Linked DNA regions of Mus musculus: region 1 is linked to region 2. A link is a contact called in public promoter capture Hi-C data. All regions are on one chromosome and are shown on one strand. The core of a region is the stretch at or near the end of the contact, and the rest is flanking DNA. Distances in the headings are between cores, read along the strand shown. Region 1 holds the start of Psmb10 (proteasome (prosome, macropain) subunit, beta type 10). Region 2 holds the start of Pdp2 (pyruvate dehyrogenase phosphatase catalytic subunit 2).

Region 1 (7,460 bases), core at 1,998-4,497, 1.3 Mb before region 2:
GTGAGGAGCCTCTTGGGCGTGGTCATCCAGTGTGGGGTAAGGAGGAGTGAAGCAGATCACAGAGCTAGCTAGCCGTCACTCCAGCTCTGCTCAGTGTTGCCCCGGGGATATTGTCTGTCTGTCTGTCTGTCTGTCTGTCTGTCTGTCTGTCTGTCAGGGCACACCTGTTGTCCTTTAGCCCCTTGAAAGCAGCAACCATTTGGACATCTCCTTCCAGAGTCCTTGAGTGCTGATAGAGGAAGCCAATCCCAGTCGTCTGTCAACCCCAGATTTGCTCCTGGTAGCCCCCAAGTCCTGTACACTATGGCTTTTAGCTACATTTTACCTCCCAGAGCCCCTGTGCCCAGGAATCTGTTTCATTGAGGACATGATCTGCCACGGCAGGGCCAAACCTAGGGATCCTTCTTGCTCCTGTTTGTGCAGTAGCCCCAGGGACCCAGTACTAATACAGCTACTGCTCACTAAACACCACCGTATACTGGGCGTAGCCAGACTTAGCCTTCACTGTGAAGTTTACAGTCTAGTGAGTGATCCACCAGACTGTACGACTGGATGTAAAGCAGATACCATTGCCGGGCAGTGGTAGCACACGCCTTTAATCCCAGCACTTGGGAGGCAGAGGCAGGCAGATTTCTGAGTTTGAGGCCAGCCTGGTCTACAGAGTAAGTTCCAGAACAGCCAGGACTACACAGAGAAACCCTGTCTCAAAAAAAACAAAAACAAAACCCAAAGAAACCAAAACAGATACTGTCTAAATCTCCTGAAATGCAGTCCTGTGACCACTGTGTAGCATAGGCAGAGGACCTAAGGAAGAATAGCCAACACACACACACAAACACATATCCCTTATTCTCTTTAACTGTCATACACTCTGTTTGAGGCCCCATCTTCCCTGTCGTCTTCCCTGTTTGAGCTCTGTCTTACCAGCATAGCCTCTTTTATTTATTTATTTTAATTTTTATTTTTTTAAGATTTATTTATTATTGTATCTAAGTACACTGTAGCTGTCTTCAGACACACCAGAAGAGGGCATCAGATCTCATTACAGATGGTTGTGAGCCACCATGTGGTTGCTGGAATTTGAACTCAGGACCTTTGGAAGAGCAGTCAGTGCTCTTAACCACTGAGCCATCTCTCCAGCCCTTATTTTTATTTTTTTTAGGATTTATTTATTATTTATATGTAAGTACACTGTAGCTGTCTTCAGACACACCAGTAGAGGGTATCAGATCCCATTACAGATGGTTGTAAGCCACCATGTGGTTGTTGGATTTGAACTCAGGACCTTCATAAGAACAGTAGTGCTCTTAACCGCTGAGCCATCTCTCCAGCCCCCGCAAATAAGCATACGGAGCACTTAACCGAACACCAGGCCTGCTCTTGTCTGTGTTTTGGAATCAAGATCAGGTTGTGGCAGAAACAAGGTGGAGTGCTTTTGCCGAGGTAAACTGTGGACCAGGCCCAGCTCCCTGTCCCACCTTGTTCTCCCCTGTCCTAGGTGACAACCAGGGCATCCCCATCCTGTCCAACATAAAGCTGAAAGAGGAGCAGCGCATAACCACGACTTCCCCCTGGATGCTCCCAGCCCCTCACGTGTGGCCTGAAGACCATGTGTTCATTTCCACACCAAACTTCAACTACACCGTCCAAGACTTTGAGCGTTTTTTCACAGATCTGCATTTTGAAGAAGGCTGGCACATGTTTCTTCAGTCTCGTGACCTACTGGAGCGCCTCCCCGCACCTGGTGTAGAAGTATATTGTCTCTACGGTGTGGGCAGACCCACACCCCACACCTACATCTATGACCACAACTTCCCCTACAAAGACCCCGTGGCTGCACTCTATGAAGATGGGGACGACACCGTAGCCACCCGCAGCACTGAGCTCTGTGGCCAGTGGCAGGGCCGCCAGTCGCAGCCCGTACATTTGCTGCCCATGAACGAGACAGATCACCTCAACATGGTCTTCAGCAATAAGACACTGGAGCATATCAATGCCATCCTACTGGGTGCCTACCGCACTCCTAAGTCGCCAGCTGCCAGCCCAAGTCCCCCACCCCCTGAATAAAGACCTAGCTGTTATAAATAAGTGCAGGGTGTTTGTTATGGGTTAAGGGGAAGGCACTACTAGGTTCCTTAGATAACCTGCATCACCTGGCTGATGCATGCTTGATCTGGGCTTAGGGGAACACGGGGTTCAGTGGGCTTTGCTAAGGCCCCAGACTGGACTGACTTTGAGATATGTAAATAGATTTTCATTGTCCTAGTTGAGCTGCTCAGGAAGCTTGCTCTGTGGCTTCCTTCTTAGGGGCCCAGGACAATATTCAGATCTGGGTATATGGCTGTTAGAATGGGGACACAGAGAAATAGGATTTGAAGTCGACTTTTGAGTTCTGGTTGGATACAGAAATTTATAATAAAGCATGGTGGTGCACGCCTTCAACTCAACACTTGGGAGGCAGAGGCAGGCAGATCTCTGTAGGCCACTCTGATACACACAGTTCCAGGACAGCCAAGACCACAGAGATTCTGTCCCCAAAACACAAACAAATAAATAGAATTTAAGATATTGGGGCTGGGGATTGTTAATGTAAGAACTTGGATTCCATGACAGCCGGAGCTATACAGAGAAAACCTGTCTCGAAAAAACAAACAAATAAATGGGGCTAGAGAGATGGCTCAGCGTCTGTTGAAAGAAGCTGTTTTTCCAGAGGACCCTGGTTCAATACCCAGCACCCACATGGCTGCTCACAAGTGTCTGTAACTCCAGTTTTAGGGGAGCTGACACCTCACACAGACATGCAGGCAAAACACCAACGCACATAAAATAAGCCATAAAAAAATTAAAAAATTAGGGCCACGTGGTGGTACACATGCCTTTAATCTTCTCATCCAGGCCAACCTTGTCTACAGAGCTTATTCCAGGGCAGACAGGGCTACACTCAACTACACTGAAAAACAGTTTTTCAAGCGCCCCCCCCCCCCAAAAAAAAAGTTTAGGATCTGAAGAAAAGACAGTTCATCTAAAGAAGATTTAATGTGAGACATTAGAGAGAGAGAGAGAGCAAGCACTCAGAAGTTAAGAGCATTTTTTTGCACTTGGAGAGGACCTGAGTTTGGTTCCCAACGCCCACGTGGTGGCACGCCCACATGGTGGCTCATGATCATCTGTAACTTCAGTTCCAGGGAATCTGATGCCCTCTTCTGACCTTGGTGGGCATGTGGCATGCACATACCACATTCACTCACACACATAACTAAGCCTGCAAGGGCTTCATTTCTACTTACTTTTAAGGGGTTATGTGTGTGAGTGTTTTACCTGAATACATGTATGTGCCTGCAGTGCTCAGGGGGTGTCAGCAGAGATGGGAATGGAGGATCTAAGGCGCACCATAGGTCTGGCAAGGAGTGTAATAGCCCCTTCCTCAAGTTATCTGGGACTAGCAGCAAAGACGAAAGTGAAAGAGAAGATGCACACAGCAGCCAACAGCCTCTGAACTAGGGTGGGGGTGAAAGCGAAAGTAGGAAGCGTCCGGAAAAACCCCACAGAAGCCAGGACAGACGCCTCTGCTCCCCCTGGCTGATCCACTCATCGAGACCCCCGCATTCTCACTTGGCCTTCCTGCGAGATGCTGAAGCAGGCAGTGGAACCCACAGGAGGCTTCTCTTTCGAGAACTGCCAGAGGTGAAAGGGGAGTGGAGTTCTAGTCACGAACTGCTGGTGCCTTGTTTTATTGGTGGAGTGGGGGAACCCTATGTTGGGTGACCAAGTAGGGGCTTAAGCCAGGAGATGAGTAGAAATGGGTTTGGGGACCGGTTCAGGGACCCTCCCTTGATGCAGAACTGAAACGCGAGTCACCCCAATGTTTCCAGGAATGCGTCCTTGGAACACGTCCTTCCGGGACTTCGGGTTCCTCATGCACGCAAGACCGGGACTACCATCGCGGGGCTTGTGTTCCGAGTAAGCGGGGTGATAAGGGCTGGAGGGCTAGAAGGGCAGCCACTGCGGAGATCAGGTGGGCATTAAGGCTGGGCTCTGCCTCTGCAGGATGGAGTCATCCTGGGAGCGGACACGCGGGCCACTAACGATTCGGTTGTGGCGGACAAAAGCTGCGAGAAGATCCACTTCATCGCCCCTAAAATCTAGTCAGTATGCCCCGGACCAGTCCCCATATTCAAACATAAGCTGCACTGTCGCTCACTCCCTACTTTGTCCCTGCACGTCCCTGTCCACATCCACCATCCCTTTGTCCCTTAGCTGCTGTGGGGCTGGAGTAGCTGCGGACACTGAGATGACTACGCGGATGGCAGCTTCCAAGATGGAACTACATGCGCTGTCCACCGGCCGTGAGCCTCGGGTGGCCACGGTCACCCGTATCCTGCGCCAGACGCTTTTCCGGTGAGCAAGTGGGGCTAAGATGACCCCTAAACGGGGTATCTGCAGGTGGGTGGAGTTGACAGGAGGCGGGACGTGGAGTGGGGGGGAGCGGGGCTGCGACCTGCAGGGAGACCGGAAGAAGACAGACCAAGCTGAGTTCCGGAAGAGGCAGCGTCAATTGCAGGACGCCAGGCCAAAGGAAGGGGTGGGACTCAGACCAAAAGGCAGTGTAATGGGCGGGGCCTGTCTGCTAACATTAACCCTGCCTGCTCCTCCACAGGTACCAAGGCCACGTGGGGGCATCACTGGTCGTGGGCGGGGTTGATTTGAACGGACCTCAGCTCTACGAGGTGCACCCACATGGTTCCTACAGCCGTCTGCCCTTTACTGCCCTTGGTGAGCTCTTCCACCCTTTAAATCACACGAATCCTGCTCCTGCAACCCCACCTTCAAGGTTTGTACCTCCGCAGCTAACAACTGACTTCGGATGCCCCTTCCCACCTGCAGGCTCTGGTCAGGGTGCAGCCGTGGCACTGTTGGAAGACCGGTTCCAGCCAAACATGACGGTGAGCGACTTCTTCATGCTCACTGGCGGGGAGTGCTGAAAAACCCTAGCCAAGTATAGAAATAAGAAAGGCTTGTAGGTGTGAAGGGGACAACTGAGTAGGGACTGAGTAAAGTTGAAGATGGGAGGGCCAGTCAGGAACCAAGCTTAGACCACAGAGAGAAGCAGAAGCTCACAACGGATCATTACTGAAGGAAGAGGTAAATGATGTTTGAGATTGGACTTGGGAGTGGGATAGAAGTAAGTGACTATGTGCTTCAGAGATAACTAAGGCCCAGAGAGAAACACGTGACAGACTGGGTGGGAAGACAACTTGGGGGGGGGTACATGTAAGCAACACTGAGAAGTTTGTACAGAGGACAGTGAGTGGAGGGCACACAGTTTTGGAGGAGAGGGGGTCAGAAGCCAAGGGACTGGAATTTTCAATGGATGGAGAGAAAGGAGGTTGAGCTTACATAAAGAGCAAATTGTCTAGACTTCAAGATTAACAAGTCCCCTGGTTAGAGTGTGGTAACACTAGGTCCATTTAACCTCATTTCCACTACCCAGCTGGAGGCTGCGCAAGAGCTGTTGGTGGAAGCCATCACAGCAGGGATCCTGAGTGACCTGGGCTCTGGGGGCAATGTGGATGCCTGTGTGATCACTGCAGGGGGTGCCAAGCTGCAGAGAGCATTGAGCACCCCCACCGAGCCTGTGCAGAGGTAAGAGCACAGGAAGGGAGGGCTCTGTGTGTGTTCACACGTGTGCATGGACAGGCTGCATTCTAAAAGGCTGGCCCTCCTCCCTTCTAGAGCTGGCCGTTACCGATTTGCTCCTGGAACCACACCTGTCCTGACCCGGGAAGTGAGACCCCTGACCCTGGAACTTCTTGAGGAAACTGTGCAGGCCATGGAGGTGGAATGAAGTGGCCTGAGATGTAGAGTTTGGAATGAGGGTGAATAAATCCGGGAAACACAAACACTTAAACAGAAGGCTGTGTCTTTCTTGAGAGGAGTGAGCCAAGCATCTGTAGGAGTTTTGTGGCTGAGGTATTCACCTAAGGACGACAGACCCAGTTCTTGGCCTGAGGTCCTCCTCCTCCTCACCTCAGGGATCTATCCGTGCAGAAGCCCAGGACTATAAGCTTTGGGGTAGAAAGCTATATCCTGTCATCCCCAAACCATAGTTCCATATGGTAGAAACTTACCCCACCAGTACCCTGTCTTGGAAGACCCCGATGGACAATCCCCACTGTTAGCCTTTCCCTTTCTTATCAGTAACCACCTTTTTCCACCAGCTACCCTGGGACCTTAGGAGGCTAAAATGCTGATAGAGCAACCACTTCCTGACAAGTTCCCACTAAGCACCTCTCACCACCTACAGTTCCTCTACTTAGGACAGCCCTCAGAGGACCGAACATGTGTGAGCTTGTGAGAAGCTGGGCTTTGTCTACACACGTGGGACTGTGAGGAAGGAGATAGCCTCTGTCCTCTGGGCTGAAAGGGGTGGTGGACTTGCGGGGCAAGATGACACAGCTAATGTTTCATAGCGAGGTCTCTTCACTGAGTGCCAGGCCCTCTGGGTAGAAACACCCTGCCCTGCGAGTAGCTGAGCTCCACTGGGGCTTCAGAATGGATAAGGCACGTTCTCTAGAGAGGTTCTCCTCCAGGCTGGACACCCTTGGCCCCTGATTGTTCCCCCAAGACTTTATTATGAAAAATAGTATATACGATAGTAAAGCGAAAGGGCTAGTTTAGTAAACATCCCTATGTCCACCAGCCTTTATAATTCATATTTCCTCATATCTGATCTGTGTTCTTTATTTACCCGTTCACCTGCTTCACATTTTAGACTGAGGTATTATTATTATTATTTTTTTTTTTTTTTGGTTTTTTCTAGACAGGGTTTCTCTGTATAGCCCTGGCTGTCCTGGAACTCACTTTGTAGACCAGGTTGGCCTCGAACTCAGAAATCTGCCTGCCTCTGCCTCCTGGCACTCAGTGAAGAAGAGTGCTGGGATTAAAGGCGTGCACCACCACACCGGGCTTAGAATGAGGTATTCTTGAGCCTGTCAAAGCCTTTGATGCCCTAGAAAAATTCAAGCCAACTCACCATTGTAACTCTGCATATAGAAGCACCCTCTCTCCACCGGTTCAAGCTCAGCCTGGAGCTCAATAATAAATATGCTGTGCACATATCTCGCCTATGGCAAGCTGAGGTCTAGAAAAAGATTTTCTACTACCAGCTTCAACCCAGGGTCTCTTAGCCACTGAGAGCTCACACTTACCAGTAACATAGGTCTCAGAGAGTCAGACGTATGAGGTTTGCCTTGTGCTGGTAAGAGAATGGCCTCTCTGGGCAAACCTCTGACTCCTGTTCCATACTGATGAGAAATCCAAGATGCTGTCTGTTAGGATTCACAACCTGCTGGAACCTTCCTCCCTGGCCTTCCTGGCAGAGGTTGGCTACATCTGGCCATTCTCTCCACCAGTCATAACACCCCCATGCTCTGAACAGGCTTCTTTGAAACTCCAGTATT
Region 2 (6,658 bases), core at 1,509-4,008:
AGTACATCAATGCTTCTTCAATGCTCAGCCCCATTTCCATATGCAGGTCAAGGAGCTCCTGCCAATAGACACGGAGGTGGTCCAGATGCACGGACGTGACGTCCTTATAAATACTATCTCCGGGGTGCTTGAGCCAACGCAGGATGGGCAGCAAAGGCTTCATGTTTTCCGTTGCTTCCTCCATCTGCTCCAAGGTCTGATGGGACATCAGGGACACCGCCATGTAGTAGAAAAGCCTCTCACTCACCGCTTGCGCACACGCGTGGCCCCCGTGTCCATCAAAAATACCGAACATCATCCCATTCGTTTGGACGCAGGTAGCCACACCTTGCCGGTCCTCCACAGGGGAATTGGCAGCCAGCTGGTTGCTCTCGAACCTTAACACTGAATTTGGTACTCCGTTGTTGAAATCAAGGACCTTGTGGGATGACTCGCCAGCTCGGAGCAGGTCACTGACCTGTTCGGGGCTGAGCTGTAGGTGGAAATCCTCTTCCTCGGTTGATGTGTGTCTGTAGGCTTTCCGCAGGGCAAAGCCACCAGGTGGAGAACCACACTTGAGGGCTGATGATGCCAATGCCGGAGAAAAGGGCCTCCACTTCAGCAGGTTCCTACTCGTGGCAGCCCTTGAGTATAGGCGTCTCCCACCTCGTAAAAGAGCAATACGATTCCTTGCAGAATTGAAGATCCAGTAGGACACAGTACTTGACATTCTGAAACAAGTGGCAGGTGGAGGTGGAGTGTTTTTTCAGCCTGAAATTTCAAGAGTTTATAAAAGCTTCAAAGTTCAAGTTATTAAAAATACTAAACTGCTAGAACATCACTTTTGCTAATGCGCTCTCTGATTTTATAGAGAGCTTCCGGCCTTCCTGCCAGCCAACTTGTGCCTCCTTTTCCTTTCTAAACCGTTCCTCAGGCCAGAGCCTACTATCTACGTCCTTTGTTCAGTCTCCCTTGCAGTATTTAAGTTTTCCCTTTTGTATCTGTTCCCCCAAGGAATCTACCTACCCCATGAATTCCAGTCATGTAGCTGCTGACTAGCGGCTGTCCTGAGTCCAGGCCTGTACCTGGTATACATTATATATATTACATTAATATATTATATATAAATATCATCAATATTATCTCGATATGGTGTTTTTGAAGCCCCACTGACTCTAGCTACTTAGCATACTGTGTCTCACCGGCAATACGTGGTTAGGTTTTGTTTTATTATTGTTGTTTTATTCATCACTGGGGACTGAACACAAGGTCTCTTCTATTTGATCTACCACTGAGCTACATCCCCAGCCCTCTTTCACACTTAGCCTTGAACTTTAGATCCTCCTGCCTCAGATTCCAGGGTAGCTAGAATTAGCCATCAGTTGCTGGTCTCACAGAATTCCTGTGTAATTTGTATTGGTCATTGTTGTTTTGTTTTGAGACAAGGTCTTACTTTGTCACCCTGGCCAGCATGAAATTCACTGTGTAGGTCAAGCTGTCCTCAAAATCAGAGATCTGCCTGCTCTGACGTTCTCAATACCTCATGAGATTAAAAGTGTGTGCACCATGTCAAGATTTCACAACGTTCTGTAAAGACTTAATAAAATACGACACTTCTGAGCCGTCACAGTGCTATCACGCCTTTAATTCCAGAATTCCGGAAGCAAAGGTGAAGAGGCAAGCTGATCTGTGAGTTCAAAGCCAGCCTGATCTACATTGCAGACTGTTACTTTGCTTGACAAAGTAAGCCCATGGGAATGGGGGGGGGGGGTTGAAACTGGGAGTGTGGGTGCACGCCTTTAATCCCAGCACTTAGAAGGAAAAGGCAGGCAGAATTTGAGACCAGGTACACAGAGAAACTGTCTCAAAAATCAACAAAAGGAGGGAGCCACTATTTTTGTCCTTGGGATACATTCTGTACAGATTTTTATATCATTGGGCCAACTACTGTGAACATGATTTCCTATTAAAGGCAATGTTTTCAGTGATAGTACTATTTATGGTTTTTGGCATAAACATTCACAACTACTGGTGACTTGGAGCTTGTTTCCACTAACCTGGTACCAAATTACATGGCATTTGCAGTCACCTTTCCCTTACTTATTTCCAAAACCAGTAGGTCAAAGGGTATAAACGCACTGTCAAACCGATTTCCCAAAGCCAATACCCATCCCGCTGAACTTGGGACAGATGAGGTCGGACAGGGGCAGATGGCCTCAGACGCCCCTTGACCCTGCAGAAAGGACAGGCAGCTGTGCGCAATGAAAACCATTCGCCTCCAATGGGACAGAAAGAATTTAGCACCCCTAAAGAAACCAAGTCTCTTGATTTCTTGGCTGGACCGCAAGGCTCTAAGAAATCCCAGCCCCCGTTTAGTGGCTGAGCCTTGGCTTTCCAAGGTGTAAGAATCCAGTTGCGACGTCCAGCTCACCGGTGCTCCAGTACTAAGGAAGCTGGTGCAGAGAACCGGCTAAGCAGTCGTCTCCTCCACCAGTGCGCGGGCCCACGTGGCGCGTGCGCGCGAGTGGGGTGACCATGACCAGGGGCCAGCTCGTCCCGCCCTCTCACCTCATCCCCCTCTCCGCCCCATCACCTGAGGTACCCGTAAACTAGGCTAGGGAAGGCGTCCGCACCCCGAATCGTCCCCTTCCTTACCTCGTATCCTCGTCCTCTCCTCCCCAGCTGGCGCCGCTGGCACTCGGCGGATCCTCTCGGCTCACTCTGGTCCTGAGCACAGTTCCGCGGTTGCTGCGACTGGGTTTTACTTCCCTGGAGAGGCCCCCAGTCGAGGAACCAGCACCAAAAGAAATATCCCTCCCGCCATTCCTGATTGGCTTATCCTTGGAGGCGGGCCCTTGACGGACATTGAGATTACCCAATGGATGAGGAGGGCAAAAGGAAGGCAGAGGGGCGGGGCCGGGAGGGGCCACCCTGCACTCTACCCCCTGGGGTTACCCGTGGCTTTTGTGCAGCCGCTGCGCCAGTAGGTCGTCACGTGGGGCTCTTCCCCAAGCTTCCCTTATCACCACACCCTGCAAAGCCAGAACCAAGAGACCTCTCCAGTTCTTTACAGTTCATTCTCACATAGATTCCTCCCGGGTTTTGTTCCGTTCCCTCCAAGCCTCTCTCCAAAGTGCCACATCTTTATTATCTTTGGACACCTATCTTGAAGGCTTTATGGACACTCTAGGTTCTACTTGCCCTGACCTTATCTTCCAGTCAAACCTGCTTTTCTTCCTAAACCAGCAATGGCTTCGCCGGCCCCAGAAGACCCAAGTCCAAACACCAGGGTCAATTTGATGCTTCCCTTACTGTCACACACTTTAATCCTGTCATTCCCACCTCCTAAGTCCCTTCCCACCCATCCATTTGCCAATGCCAGACTCCAAAGCCTTTAAGGCCCCCTACTTCCAAATTACACTTAGTCCCAACCGATTTTCCTTCCTTTACAAACAGCTAGAAGGAACCTTCTAATACTCACATTTCTGATCTAAAGAGTTCATTGGCTCCTTACTAACCACCATTTTGAATTCTCAATTACATTGGCCTCTTAGCGACAAGTGATGTTAGCCGCACCTTTACTTGTTGGTAGCTTGGGAGAGCCAGAACCAGAGAGGTCCAGAGCTTTCCCTCCTTGCCTTCTGGTCCTAACAATAGCTGAGTCTGGTCTTCACCTTATAATGTGTGAGTCAGTAGAGTCCTTTCTTGAAGTCAAAGAGAGATAAGAGATAGCAGAAAGGTCTGAGAGTGCTGTCTCTGGAAAGAAAGGCAAGCTGGTTTACCCAAAGTCACGTCTGAGGTAAAAGTGTTCCTGCTGTATTTCTGTGATGTGTCCCCTTACTGGGCCTCAGGCCTCTCAAGGAGGTGGTTGCTTGGGAGTGTTTTGTTTTATTTGTGTTTTTGAGGTAGCATCTCACTAGGTAGCCCTAGCTGGTCTAGAACTAGCTATGTAGAACCGGCTGGTCTCCAATGTACAAAGATCCACCTACTTCTGCCTCCCAAATTCTGGGATTAAAGGCGTTTGCTAAATCCCTGTTTTTGTTCTGGGTTTTGCTTTGGTTTTGTGATACTGAGGATTGAACCTAGAGCCTCCTGAATACTATCAAACACTATCATAGATAGATCTTCGTTACTCTACCCTGTCCCCCTCTCCCCTCCCATCCTACCCTACCCCTTCCCCTTTTTATGCCTTGAGACAGATTCTCACTAAGTTGTCAAAGTCAATCTTGAACTTATGTCCTCCTGCCTCAGCCTCAGAAGTAGCCCTGAGGGTGTTATATAGGTCTGCACCCTGTCTGGAAGTTGTAAATCAGAATTTGTACTAAGTTTCTTCTGGACACTGTGGGGTCTCTTTCAGGCCCATACTAAAAACCAAGTAAGTAAATGGGCAGGAGAGAACAAAGAGGCATGCTTTACTGTGCTGTACTTTTAGTTTGTTTTACAAATACTTTATCTGATTGCATAGAAGGTTATCCTTCAGAACAGGGACAGGAAGTCGCTGCTGCAGTTTGAAATGAATATAATCAACATTTCTCCCTTCCTTTTCCTCCCTCCAAACTCTCATACGCCTCCTTCTTCAAATTCATGGCCTCTTTTTTTCACTAAATGTTACTGCATGCCTCTGTGTGTGTGTGTGTGTGTGTGTGTGTGTGTGTGCGTGCGTGCGTGCGTGCATGCGCGTGCACATTCCTGAATATAATCTGCTCAGTTTGTATGTTACTTGTATGTATGTTTTCAGGACTGACCATTTGACACTAGACAACCAGTTAGTGTCAGGGGAAAACCACCTCTCCCGCTCCCAACTTCCCTCAGTTAACTGAGGCAAGAAGTTTTAGTTGTTCAGCCCACAAATATGATTGGTCCTGAGCTGACTCTTAGATACACACAGATGGCCCCCACCCCGAACATTCTTGAGAAAAGTTATGTCATCCTGCTAAGTCTGAAAACATAGAGTCTTCCTTTCTCTCTTTCTTTTTCTCCCTTTCTTTCTTTCTTCCTTTCTTTTTTCTTTCTTTCTTTTTTTTCTCTTTCTTTCTTTCTTCCTTTCTTTTTTCTCTTTCTTTCTTTCTTCCTTTCTTCTTTCTTTCTTTCTTTCTTTCTTTCTTTCTTTCTTTCCTTTTCTTTTGATAAAACATTTATTTGAGGACCAGGTGTGTTAGTGCACACCTTTAATAACAGCATTCGGGAGGCAGAGGCAGGTAGATCTCTGAGTTGGACACAAAAGGCAGCCAGGGTGGTGCCTTTAATCCCAGAACTCCAAGGTGCTCTGAGTTCAAATCTAGCCTAGTCTACAGAGTGAATTCTAGGACAGTCAGGACTGTAGAGTGAGACCCCCATTTCAAAAACAGACAGACAAACAAACAAACAACAAGAAACTAATGATATATAACCCATTAGGTCCTCACTGGCAGTTTTTACAACGTCCTGTTCCGGACCTCCAAAAAGTGGCGGCAAGCTTTTCAGTCATGGTCTTAGATCTGCAATCATCTTCACTCTTAGGATTAGCACAGCTTCACAGATAGACCAACCTCAACCAGAAGCAGTGACCTCACAGGAATCAGATTGTCACCTTAAAGGACAAGGACTTCCAGCCACCTTACAGAACCAGAACAGAGACAATCAAGCCAACTACAGCCGGACCAGGATTGCTAATGTATGCATACCTCCTGCCTCAGCTCTTCCTCTAGTTCAAGCCTAAGCCAGTGCTCAGCAGATGGACTAAATTTCCAATTTCCATCTTTGCAACATGGCTACATCGATTAAACCCCTATATACCCTTTTACCACCACCCGATTGCTTTGCTTTCTTTTGAATGAGTAGCCAGACCTGAGAAATTGGAACCTCGAGAGTAAGGCCTCTGTACAGTAGGACTTTGCTATGCTTTCGATTTCTAGTAAAGAGACAGAAGTGAACATTGCAATGTTTCTTTTCCCTTTTTTGCTAACGATTTATTATGGTTTAAAATCCAGCCCCTACATTTCTAAGGAAACTCCCAACCTTTTCATATTTCATACAAGATAAAATCAACAGGAATTTATTTAACTTGTTTAAGAGGAAATCACGGCCATTGAATGGTGCCACCTAAGGACAAAGACGGCAGAGCATAGGACTAAAGAACGCTTTAGCATTATGGCTAATGAGGTTTGTGAGCCTCACCTAAGCAGGAAAGCATACACACACCACCTGTAGTGTGCATCTAACTTTCGTTTATAGTTGTGACTGAGGGCTGACCGCTTGGTATTGGCTAGCTAACTGTGGACTTCTTTCCAGGGGAAGCCTATTTCTCCCAGTCTTCGAATTCCTTAGTTCTCTTAATTCCTTCAAATTCCCTACAGTTCTCTTCCAAGAGTTAAGGCTCCCTTCCTTGGTAGCATGTCCGCTCCTTGATCACATCTTTCTTTAGGCAGTCATGTTGATGAGATGTCATGAGTGTAGCTTCTGACCTTTCTAGATGAACTTGCACAGCGCATTCCTGTTCCTCCGGCTCTTATGAGCTTCCCCCTGCCCCACTTTCTGTAATGATTCTGGAGCCTTAGGTGCAATTGCGTTCTATTTCTCTTTCCTAGGAAGACCTATCTGTCCCCCACCCCGACCCCTCATCCTCTTACTCTAGACCTAACTGTAGTATAACCCCTTTAAGCTTATCCCTGACTGGCTTACAAATAAATGAGACTCAGAC

What was found. Promoter capture Hi-C pulls out the DNA fragments that hold promoters and counts their contacts.
Region 1: a contact with region 2 is called in a promoter capture Hi-C map of liver, with 5 times the contacts expected there. The contact joins the promoter of Psmb10 here to the promoter of Pdp2 in region 2. A contact is called at or near these places in 3 of 39 promoter capture datasets (liver, pre-B cells and stem cell-derived epiblast-like cells).

The regions. Positions count from the first base shown.
Region 1 is chr8:105,934,179-105,941,638 of GRCm38.p6, reverse strand. Psmb10 (proteasome (prosome, macropain) subunit, beta type 10) reads left to right here and starts at 3,247. Exons shown (of 8, transcript NM_013640.3): 1 at 3,247-3,684; 2 at 3,873-3,960; 3 at 4,048-4,145; 4 at 4,258-4,398; 5 at 4,658-4,773; 6 at 4,885-4,943; 7 at 5,492-5,643; 8 at 5,734-5,911. The coding sequence starts at 3,629. The coding sequence ends at 5,845. It overlaps Lcat (lecithin cholesterol acyltransferase), which reads left to right. Exons shown (of 6, transcript NM_008490.2): 6 at 1,499-2,088. The coding sequence ends at 2,067.
Region 2 is chr8:104,587,572-104,594,229 of GRCm38.p6, reverse strand. Pdp2 (pyruvate dehyrogenase phosphatase catalytic subunit 2) reads right to left here and starts at 2,758. Exons shown (of 2, transcript NM_001024606.2): 1 at 2,635-2,758; 2 at 1-750. The coding sequence starts at 709.